Regions from separate parts of the Mus musculus genome. Here regions 2 and 3 are each linked to region 1. The links are chromatin contacts, called in public promoter capture Hi-C maps. All regions are on one chromosome and are shown on one strand. Each heading gives the region's core, a stretch centred on a gene start, on an enhancer-like site or on the middle of the called end of the contact. The rest is flanking DNA. Distances are from core to core; before and after follow the strand shown.

The links. Promoter capture Hi-C pulls out the DNA fragments that hold promoters and counts their contacts.
Region 2: a contact with region 1 is called in a promoter capture Hi-C map of pre-B cells, with 11 times the contacts expected there. The contact joins the promoter of Dld here to the promoter of Trappc12 in region 1. A contact is called at or near these places in 4 of 39 promoter capture datasets (liver, neutrophils and pre-B cells) and 2 of 115 datasets of contacts at active chromatin or transcription factors (large pre-B cells and thymic regulatory T cells).
Region 3: a promoter capture Hi-C map of pre-B cells shows a contact between it and region 1. The contact joins the promoter of Rsad2 here to the promoter of Trappc12 in region 1. A contact is called at or near these places in 5 of 39 promoter capture datasets (the HPC-7 cell line, hematopoietic stem and progenitor cells, hippocampal neurons and 2 more) and 2 of 115 datasets of contacts at active chromatin or transcription factors (astrocytes and stem cell-derived neural progenitor cells).

The regions. Positions count from the first base shown.
Region 1 is chr12:28,748,552-28,752,260 of GRCm38.p6, reverse strand. It overlaps Trappc12 (trafficking protein particle complex 12), which reads left to right and starts at 1,861. Exons shown (of 12, transcript NM_178811.5): 1 at 1,861-2,099. It overlaps Eipr1 (EARP complex and GARP complex interacting protein 1), which reads right to left and starts at 442. Exons shown (of 9, transcript NM_201357.3): 1 at 257-442. The coding sequence starts at 298.
Region 2 is chr12:31,349,376-31,353,084 of GRCm38.p6, reverse strand. It overlaps Dld (dihydrolipoamide dehydrogenase), which reads left to right and starts at 1,614. Exons shown (of 14, transcript NM_007861.5): 1 at 1,614-1,784; 2 at 3,410-3,488. The coding sequence starts at 1,746.
Region 3 is chr12:26,454,670-26,458,378 of GRCm38.p6, reverse strand. It overlaps Rsad2 (radical S-adenosyl methionine domain containing 2), which reads left to right and starts at 1,927. Exons shown (of 6, transcript NM_021384.4): 1 at 1,927-2,308. The coding sequence starts at 1,960.

The sequences.
Region 1 (3,709 bases), core at 612-3,111:
CAACACACAACTCAATGGTCAATAATTGCTACTCAAGACCCCAGAAGTGCGAGTGTAATCAAGTCACCTGCGAGGCCGAGTGCTCACCCTCTGCTGTCTATGCCAGCCCTGGCCCTCACTTGGCCACACTCCCTGCGCGTACCCTCTCCCCAAATCCGGGCCTTGAAGCCCAGAATCCTTGGAACCAGACTGAGTGTGGGCGCTCTCTGGTGAGGGCCAGGCACAGGCGGCACCTCACCGACTCCGCCATGCTCACCTGGAATTCCAGCCCGTAAATCACCGGGGCGTCGTCTTCCATGATACTCTGCCTACCCAGCTACTCACGCCTCAGAGCTCGAGTCCCCCCTCACCAGGGATCGCTCAGAACCCATTCATTCCCCGCCTGAAAAATGGACTACGAGACCCAGACCGGCTCCCTGACGGCTCACTTCCTGTTTTCTTCGTCGCGTCATCAATACGCTCCTCCCCGGTGGCCAATGGCAGCTGGGCCTTTATTCTGCGCATGCTCATTTGGCCTTTCATGAGACCCAGCAGCTACAGGAGATCCTGGGTTGGAAGGCCGGGCCCGGAGCAAAAGCAGCGGGAATGGACGTCCATCAGGGCGGCGCTCTTATCCTGCGCTGCTCCCTCAAGTTCCAAAGATCTGAGCCCTAAAGAGAACAGTTAACTTGGCATTATGGTTGGCAGAGCTTTACTCCTAAACCGTGGTCCTGAGCACCAGAGCACTGCCCAACCCACTGCCAGGACCTTCGATCCAGCCTCAGAAGCAGGCTCTTAGATGTCCATTTAAAGATAAGATGCTGCAAGCTTGAGTCAAGACTGTGGTGATGGTGTAAGTGGGCAGTGACATACAGCGAGCGGTGTGCACTTCACGTAACCACCCAGTCCTGCACAGAGACACAACTAAGCCCACGATCTAAACTGTCCAGAGCTCTCAGAGACAGAAGGCTCTAGGACCTGGCATGGAAAATACTGCAAGAATGCACCATAGGAAATGAACTGTCTTGGTTCTATGAAGTTCTGGATCTCCACACGCGTTTCTTCTGTGTTTTGACTTTGCCATTATCTCTTGACTGACCTTCATGACAGCAGTTTCTGTGATGCTACCATTAGCCCCCTTAGTAGTCATCCATTGCCCACCTTTGTCTTACCTTGACTTTCTGATAAAACCTCTGGCAACTAGCTTCCACCGATCCCAAAGCTATGAAAGTCATGAGATAGCACCTGAGACCTACCCACCTACCCACTGCTTCCGAAGTGTGCTTAAGAAGTAGGTATTTTTGGTTGTTACTGTAAAACTTCATCAAATTGTTATCATGTAGGGCAGAATCTACGGTGACCTGAATCTATGTTCCCAAGCTATAGTCACTCACAGAATAAATTCTTCTTCCCTTTGAGATGAGAGCTGTGTTTTTACGTTGTCATAGAAATGTGACACAGAAAATCAAGAAAGCAAGGTTCTTGACTTGAGGACGATTCTCAACCAACCATGAGTTCAGCAAGCAAGGCTGACTCTTGACTCCTTAATTCCTCCCCGCAACTTTACGGATGTTAGCACACACTGCCACAGACACAAGGGGGGAAACGTGGAGAATCAACTAGCACAAAGATAAAATCCTAGGAAAAAACATCCTTGGTTGGTGACAGGCCCAAGGACAGACGATTTTCTTCAATCTCCAGGACCATCCTTGTCCCCTACCCAGTTTGGCCTTAGGCCCCGCCCACAGCTCTTGAGCCGGATATGCGCCCGGCTTCCAGTGGAGAGCTTAGCGGCTCCCAAACTGAGCATGTGCGGAAGTCGGGTCTCCGCGGCCAGCACACGCAGACGCACAAACGCGCGGGACCTTGGATCTTGAGTTTACTTCCGGTCTTCCGTCATCTCTTCGGACCCTTTTCGCCTGTGGGTGACCCGACCTCAGGGGCGGGTGGCAGGTGAGGAGCGGGTCGCAGTGAGGAGGGTCGCCGGTACCCTTGACCTTCCCACAGAGGGCGGCGTCCTCGCGTAATCAACCGCTCTCGGCCACGCAGAGTAGCCCCACGAGGGGCTGGCTCCTTCGGGCTTTAGCCAATTCTGTGTGCTCCCTGTGGTTTTGGACAAGGTACACACCCTCCTGACCTCGGTTTTATGTGTATAAAGTGCGGGTTCGTTAGCATGCTTAGAAGGTGCCCGTGTTACATCACCAGTGTTCGAGCTATGTTTTTGGTTTGCCCCAACTTTTGCTCCTGTCGACCTCGGTGTGTCATAGCCCCACAATAAATGAAGCACTGCAGTAAGCCAGAGTCGGGGTTAAGAGATAGAGGATGGGGTGCCATAGACATAACCTGACCACTGACGAATGAGTAGTGTTGTGTGGGAAAAGTGATTCCTTCCTGTAAGCATTCGGGAGATTGTGATGTGGAATATTTTAAGTTTGAGGTCAGTCTGGGCTAAATAGGGAGACACCCCAACCCCCTCAAAAGAAAGAAAGAATGAATAGAGTCTAAAAACTAAAACAAGGGTTGACAGGATGGCTCAGTGTCTGTCACCATTCCTGATAATCTGAGCTGCATCCACAGGACCCACACGATGGAAGAAGAGTTGTTCTTCCACATGATTGTCTTCTGACCATAAATAGACAAATGAATAAATACAGTAAGACGAGGTGTTGGTGCTGAGCCTGTATCATTTGAGAAGTAGAGGCAGGATGTTCAGGAGTTCAAAGTCGTCTTAGGCTATATAACAAATTTAAGGCCAGCTTAGGTTACCTACGACCTTGATTTATAAAAACAAACTCTCACACATATTAAAAAGCTAAATAAATGTTAAAAAAAAAAAAGTATCAGCCAGCCAGTGTGTGGTGAAATCGGAGTGTGTGTATGCTGTTGCAGGAAGGAACTGCAGGTCTGTGATTGCTCTTGGCAGTGGTGGTCCTTTTCTCTGAGCGCTCAGGAGGCACAGGCAGACTGATCTCTGAGTTCGAGGGTAGCCTGATCTACAGAGTGAGTTCCAGGACAGCCAGGGCTACTTGGAGAAACTCTCTCTTTAAAAACAAATAAGTGGTCGGGCAGTGTTGGTGCATGCCTTTAATCCCAGCAATTGGGAGTCAAAGGCAAGCAGTTTTCTGAGTTCAAGGCCAGCCTGATCTACAGAGAGAGTTCCAGGACAGGCTATACAGAGAAACCCTGTCGGGGGGCGGGGGGGAAGAGAGAGAGAGAGAGAGATCAAAGTGGTCCTTGATACATAGCAACAGTTAAGTTTACTGTGGCTTTGGGTACATAAGACCCAGTCTCAAAAGAAAAATTTGATGGCCATGATCTAGCACATTGATTTCTGGGCATTGAAATAGGAATTTGCTGTACCAAAGAATTGAAATTAGAGTCTCAAAGACGCACACACACAGACACACATCCTGTTCACAGAAGCACTGTGCACGATTGCTCGAGGCTAGAAGGAACCCAAGCATCCATTTGACAAGTAAATGGATGCGCTAACTGGCGCACGCCTGCAGTGCTGTGTTGTTACTCACCTGTCCAAGGGAAGGAAAGCCCATTGGTGCTGCGGCATGGGTGTCCTGCCGTGAGGAATGGACTGTGGTGGCTGTGCGTTCCAGTTCAGAGGACTTGGCGCTCAGGAAGCAAAGAGGGCAAATAGCACAGAGCAGGCTGGGGCAGCCGGTAGACAGCAACACCTCATGCAGTCAGGGCTTACAATAGCCAACAGAGAAGACTA
Region 2 (3,709 bases), core at 365-2,864, 2.6 Mb before region 1:
ATTTGGTGGATGGCTAGCCCTTAATCCCTGATTGGCTGAGCAAGCCTTCCTGGTGAGGTGATGTGACCTGTGGTGATTGGTTGAGGCGTGGTTATGGCTTGAGTGGATAAAAACACTTGTACCCCGAGAGGCGGGGGATTTGAAGAGAGAAGCTGCCTGAGTAAACTGCTTTAAGAAGAACCGGTGGTTGCGTTTTCCTTGCTGGTCGAGTTGGATGCAACAATAAATGGAGATCATTGACCAGTATTTGATCATACGTCTACCTTTAGCTGTATGGGACCCGGAAAAGACAATGCTATTCTGAATACCCATCTGTCCAGCTGAACAATCTCTTATCTTATGAAAGGGGAAAACAAGGGCTTAAGATGTAACTCAGGTGAAGAATGCTTGCCTGGTATACTAGAAGCTCTGGGTTCCGTTCCCAGCAATCAGCAACACATGGTGGTGGGCACCTGTAATCCCAGCACTCAGGAGATGAAGGCAAGAGGACTATAAATTCAAGGTCATTCTAAGCTCTATATTGAGTTTGAAGCCAGTCTGGGACACATGAGACACTCTCTCAAGAAACCAAAAAGGGGTTGTGGTGGTGATTAATATTTGGTAACAGCTAGCTTTCGTCATAACATTAAAAAATCATTTATTCATGTCTTTTTCCTTCTAAATGGGCATAGATAGGTAAGAAGTAATATTCATCTAATCCCTAACTCTATGGAGTTCAGTACAGTGCCTGGGCTGTAAACTTTTGAGAAGTATAGAGTTAAGGTTTAAACTAGAGACTGTTATTACAAAGTGGTATCAGACCTTAAATCTCTGTGCTCAATTTTTTTTTTTTTTTTGTTTTTGTTTTTGTTTTTCGAGATAGGGAGCTCTGGCTGTCCTGGAACTCACTCTGTAGACCAGGCTGGCCTGGCCTCGAACTGAGAAATCTGCCTGCCTCTGCCTCCCGAGTGCTGGGATTAAAGGCGTAGCCCACCACGCCAGGCTCTGTGCTCAATCTTATAGACAACAGTTAGCAATCTTTTAGGTGCACTCTCAATGAAAACCTAACACCTCACCCACCATCCCAACCCTTCTAGTTTCTTCTACAAGGGAGGCGTGCTTTCAAAATACAAAAATAGAAGGGAGCTTGTTTTCTATACTTTTTGTTAGCGCAGTTTTCAGAACAGGATGTTGGTGAAGAAAGGTTCAAGCCTATCCTTTCCATTGCCTTCGAGAACAGAGATTGTAAACCAGCCGTTAAAATCAAAGCCTTTGTTCGTAGAGCTGCAGTTACCTCTCCTTTGCTTTCTTTAACCTCTCAGGGCTCCATCCAGAAAATGCAAACAGTTCATACGGTTTTTGTAAAGCTAGATAAAGCCTACTGCCCACGAATATCTAGCACAACCATAAGCTTGTCAAGTTGTCAAACTTTTCTTCCTTTCCTATTTAAACTTTACTTTCTGTGGGCTTTACTGAAGAAACAACATTTTTATTTATCTAGTTCGTCTTTCAAGGATAATTTGCAACTCTACTCCAGTCATTTGAGCAACAGTTCTCCAATTCCCCAGCTGCCACAAAGCGCAGCGCCCTTCACGACAGCGCACGACGAAGCGACCGGAAAGCCTCTGCCTTTCGGGCCAATCGCGCTGCTCCTCGGCGATGACGTATATGTTGCGCAGGCGCAGGGTGGGGAGACCTTGGATAAGTCTTACCAGGCGTTCAGCGGAGGTGAAAACCCCTGGTTGGAGGGACGGGACCGAGGGACGATGCAGAGCTGGAGTCGTGTGTACCGCTCCTTGGCCAAGGTGAGGGCGGCCCGCGAGGGGATGATGCTGGACCACAGGCACTTAGACGCCCGCTGTGGGCCCGGACGCGGCCTGCCGCCGGGAACCGCCGCGGCCCCGCCTCTATGCCGGCTCGGTGCGGCCTCCCGAGGCAGCGGGGAGCGCGAGCCCGGGCTCGGGAGGGCCCTGCTGCGGAATGACTGCCCGCAGCCCCACACGACCCGGACGCTGGTCCAGGGGCCTGGGCCCTCCCCCAGTTTCGGGGAGGAGTAAATGACCCTTGCCACGCGCGGCCTGCCCCTTCCTACCTTTCGCCTCATCCTAATGACCCGGGGGGTGGCCTACTCTCCTACGGCGGGGAAGTAACCTTGAGGCCCGACTGGCCCAGACGTGGTCAGCTCCAACACACCGTCCCGCGAGTTCCTCCTCCAAGGATCTGTTTTCATTCACGTCTCTAAACTAGTGCACCCTGCCATCAGTCAGGCCCTGGGGCTTATAGTTTTAATTGCAGCGGTTTGTCGTCCAAACAACTTTCCCATTTCACCTGCCAATTGACAGCTGCCAAATTGAATGTATGAGGCCTAGTGGCAGGGTAGCAGGATAACTTTAGGGACAATACAGAAATGAGACTCTTCACGGCTGAGCCGTCTGTGTCTTTAAAAGTTAATGTAACACGCAAAATGTCACTGTTTTAGGGAGAAGGTGAGCCGCGTCTCTCAGTACAGACAGTTCTTTGTTCCTCTTTGGTTGGCATATCTTGATCTCAGGTGCAGAAGTTGTCTTCAAGTAAAAAACCTTGCTGCATCAGAGTATATTGTCGCTGCTGTCCATTGCTTACTCGCTGTGATAGGAGCTGGAAGTGTGCTTTCTTTATGTGGCCCTGGCCTTAGGAAATGGTAGTCACACTGCTTAGAGAGTGTGAGATTATGATGCAATTTGTGGGACTTCCAGAATGTGAGGCCACTCCGTTGTTGGTACATTTTCCTAGTCCAGTTGGTGGCTTAAGAACATCTTTATAGATCTTATAAGTGATTACAGACTGTTAAGTAGATTTGTTAGGAAGCAGAATGACAGATGAAATGAATATCATTGAAATACTTAAATACCTGAATTCAAAGTTTTGGGATTTTAATTAGAATACTAAACTGATCCTTGGCAATAAAATTAACAATGCTTTCTGAAGTTTTAATAAAACTGTAAGCCATTAAATATATTTTTATTAGATTTAATATGAAATGGTTCATTGAATGTTCATAATAATAAGGCAGACCTGGCAAGGTAAGATTGTGAAAGTTTAATATTATGGACAAAAAAGGGAAATTGGTAGGATACCTGTTTGCGGCAGAGAAAGTCCATTAGTATTATTGCTTGATACATTTGCCCCAGTTGTCATCGACCTTTTAAATTACATGTATTACTTGTGCACATGCCTGTGGGCATGAGCGTGCAACATAGGATGAAAGGATGCCAGAAGACAGCTTCTGGGAGTCAGGTCTCTGCCACCATATAGTTCCCACGGATTAAACTTGGGAAGTCACCCTTGGTGGCAGGAGCCTTTAGCCAGCGGGCTATTTTGCCAGCCTGTTTTAAAAATTATATTTTACTTAACAGGAAAATTTCTTTTGTCTTTTTTTTTTCTATTCTAGAAAGGCCATTTCAATCGGATATCTCATGGCCTACAAGGAGTTTCTTCAGTTCCTTTAAGAACTTATGCAGATCAACCAAGTAAGTACCTGATAACAGCAGTTTTCAATCCGAGTAGCTGAGGAAAGTGAATGTTAGAGTGACTTGTAGTGTTAATCTGTGTGCTTGTTTACTGTTGTCTGTACACCCTGTATGCTACGAGAGGTAAACATGGCCAAGCCCGTTCTTAAGGTGAACAGTACGTAAGTATTCTAAGTGTTTGGAGAAGAAACTGAAAATTAAAGCAGGTTACTAGGAGTCCG
Region 3 (3,709 bases), core at 678-3,177, 2.3 Mb after region 1:
GTCATTGTCATATTTGGTCCATGTCCCCAAGACCCCTTCATCACATGCTATGCAAATATCCCCATATCTGACAAACAAACTAGGAAATAAGAACCCCTCTCATATCCAGTTTGATAAGGGACAGACAAACTGCATTCTCTTTCTTTACAGGAGAAAGCAGATGCCTTAGAGGCAAAGGAGGGAGAATGGGAAACAGAGTATTCATCCGATGTTAAATAGACAAACTTCTATTTGTAGAGGCTTTACAGGTGACTAAAGGATAGAGATAGAATTTCAAAGCCTGATGTTGGTTCTTAATGTGCCTCAAACAGCACTTACCAACTCTTGCAGGCTTGCAGTCGTTAGCCATGGCATTGTCTGGACCTTCCTTCACTTAGGCTGTGAGAAGAGTATGCAAGCACTCTCTCTTCTTCCCCAGACACTGGAAGAACTAGAAACAACACAAAGGAAGTAGCTTGAGAACACAGAGCTCCCAACGAAAGATGTCAGAGGGACATCAAAAGAGGAGAGGTCCAGGAACTGAGCCAAGCAAGTTAGATGTGTTGCCCCAAGGAACCTTATTACTGAAACACAGGAGCTTGCCTAGAGGTAAGGCACCAGCCACGTGCTGCAGACAGAGTGTGACTCTCAGGATTGTAGCATTGTACCATACTGGCAAAACTTTAAATGGAGGAGTTTGAGAAATATTTACTCCATATGTCCTTTAATAACATTAAAAAAAGAACCAATTATTAAGGAATCAAGTTTTAAAATGGCTATGCTCACAATCATCCATTGGACGGAGCACAGGGTACCCAATGAAGGCGCTAGAGAAAGTACCCAAGGAGCTGAAGAGGTTTGCAGCCCCATAGTAGGAACATCAATATGAACCAACCAGTACCCCCAGAGCTCCCAGGGACTAAACCACCAATAAAAGAAAACACATGGTGAGACTTGTGGCTCTAGCTGTATATGTAGCAGAGGATGGCCTAGTCAGTCATCAATGGGAGGAGAGGCCCTTGGTCCTATGATGGTGCTATGCCCCAGTATAGGGGAATGTCAGGGCCAGGAATGGGAGTGGGTAGGTTGTGGAGCAGAGGGAGGAGGAGGGGATGGGTGATTTTCGGAGGGGAAACTAGGAAAGGGGATAACATTTGAAATGTAAATAAAGAAAATATCTAATAAAATATATGTTAAAAAGTAGCTTAAAAAAGAATATAAAGTTGGGTGGGTAGGGAGGTGGAGAGCATCTGGAAGGAATGGAAAAGAAGAAAACATGAGAATATATTGTATTATTGTATTATTATATTGTATTCAATAAAAAGGTTTTAAAAACATAAAATGACTAAATTTACTTTGCCAAATTTCTCTGTTGTGTTTGCCTGGAATATACCAGTCTTGAGTCCTTTTGAGAATGTTGCCAGGCACTGTCAAGGTCAACATACAACTGACTTGCTACATACCAAGCTATAAACATACCAAGTTACAAAACTCTAGGGTTTTGGTGAGTTTGTTTTGTTTTGTTTGTTTGTTTGGGGGTGGGTGGGCGGGGAAAGAGCAGAATATTTAAAAATTGTTGAGTGTGCATAGATAATCGTTGTAAGAGGCTTAATGCAAATATTTTGTTTGTTTGTTAAAATAACAGCCTGCAAGGATGCAGCTATATGTCTGTCTGTAAGAAACTTGTTTCAGAAACTCGTGGCTGCTGGAATTCTTGCAGCGTCATCAGGACAGATGTTTACAGGGGTTATAGGGGCAGCCGGAAGCCAAGGAAAGGCAGTGAGTTGGCCTGCGCGTCCTAAGGTTCAGTCTTGGCTCTGGTCCAACTTTCATTTTCAGAAAACAGAAACTCTGTTTAACTGAGTCAAGGGAGGTGTTTCCCTCCTCCTTGTGACACAGTGATCAAATGCTTGGGGGCGTGGCTAGCTGGGCCACAGTTTATAAGCCCTTACAGGCAGCAGCAGGTGTGTGCCTATCACCATGGGGATGCTGGTGCCCACTGCTCTAGCTGCTCGGCTGCTGAGCCTGTTCCAGCAGCAGCTGGGTTCCCTCTGGAGTGGCCTGGCCATCCTGTTCTGCTGGCTGAGAATAGCATTAGGGTGGCTAGATCCCGGGAAGGAACAGCCACAGGTCCGGGGTGAGCCGGAGGACACCCAGGAGACCCAGGAAGATGGGAACAGCACTCAGCCCACAACCCCCGTGAGTGTCAACTACCACTTCACTCGTCAGTGCAACTACAAATGTGGCTTCTGCTTCCACACAGCCAAGACATCCTTCGTGCTGCCCCTGGAGGAGGCCAAGCGAGGACTGCTTCTGCTCAAACAGGCTGGTAAGTTCCTGGACCAGACAGAAGCCAGGATGGTCCAGGACAGTTGTGCATAGGATAGGCATGGGAAGGGCTCCATGAAAATTTGCCACACCAGGGAACAGGCAGATTTGCATGAATGAGAAAGGAGCACCAGGGAGCCAGGAAGGACCTCCAGGCTGGGAGTTGGCCTGGCCAGGACCATGGAACTCACTCTTGTTGGCAGAGGTGTGTGGTCAGTGACCCCTATTCATCCTTGTGTTTGGAACAGAGTTCTCCCAGAGAAATCTGATTTCCAGAAACACTAAGTGAGGAAGGGGTGGGTGTGTGGAGACCCAAGTCCTCTATGTAAACAACCTGGCAGAAGTTTCACCCTGTTCCATCTGTATTCATTGATGGAAACTTCTCTCTCTCTTTAAAAAACAATCTGTGTGTACACATGATGTGTGTGTGTGTGTGTGTGTGTGTGTGTGTGTGTGTGTGTGTGTGTGTGTGTGTGAGAGAGTTTGTGTATTCATGTGTATGTGTCTCAGTCTGCTGCTGGGTACAGCAAGTCTATGAGCATCATAGGACAATTTCAGGTGTTAGTTCAGTCTTAGCCTTGTCAAATCCTGTTTGAGACAGGATTTACCTTTGGTTCGCTGCTAATGTACAATATTGATTAGCATTCAATCCTTGCAGATTGTCCTGTCTTTCCTCCCATCTGGAAGGAGGAGGGCCAGCAGTACAAACTCCCACTACCATGTTTCAGGTTCACTTGGGTGTTGGGGATCTAAACACACATTCTCAGAGCTGTCCAGCCTGTGTATTACACACTGAGCCACCTCTCCAGCCCCATGGGAGCCTTAAAATATTTTCGACAGGTGTGTTATGGGATTTTCTTCCCAAGACTTGCTGTCGTACTCTATCAACCAGTCTCAGGTATGCATTAAGCAGTGAAGTTCAAATACAGCATCTTCTCCTCTGAACCTCCCCTTCCTCCTTCCCTCCCTTCCGCCCTTCTACTCTTTCCAGAACACCTGCTCACCTAGAGACTACCTTATCTTTCTGGCTACCCTTTAACTGAAGCACAGCAGATGTGTCTAGGCGGCAAGCATGCTAGCTGCACTTCCAGCTGACTCACTCAGCCAAGAATTCTCCCTGGAGCACAGCTGGGAAAGAGAAAAGTCATTGGCCAGTGCTCCAGGTACACTCTGGCCTCCAGTCACCACACTGACCACATGGGAACTCCCAAGCAGTTTCTGATGCTCACGTCAGACTCGCCTGATTCTGTGCTGTGATAATGGAATCATACAGTACATAGGACCACTCAGCAGGATCTGCCTCACTCAGCTCGAGTCTATCCTGGCTCATTACCCACAGTAAAGACTGTAAGCTTTGTTATCTCACTGGACCTACATCAAGGTCTGGTCGTTTTTCACCAGG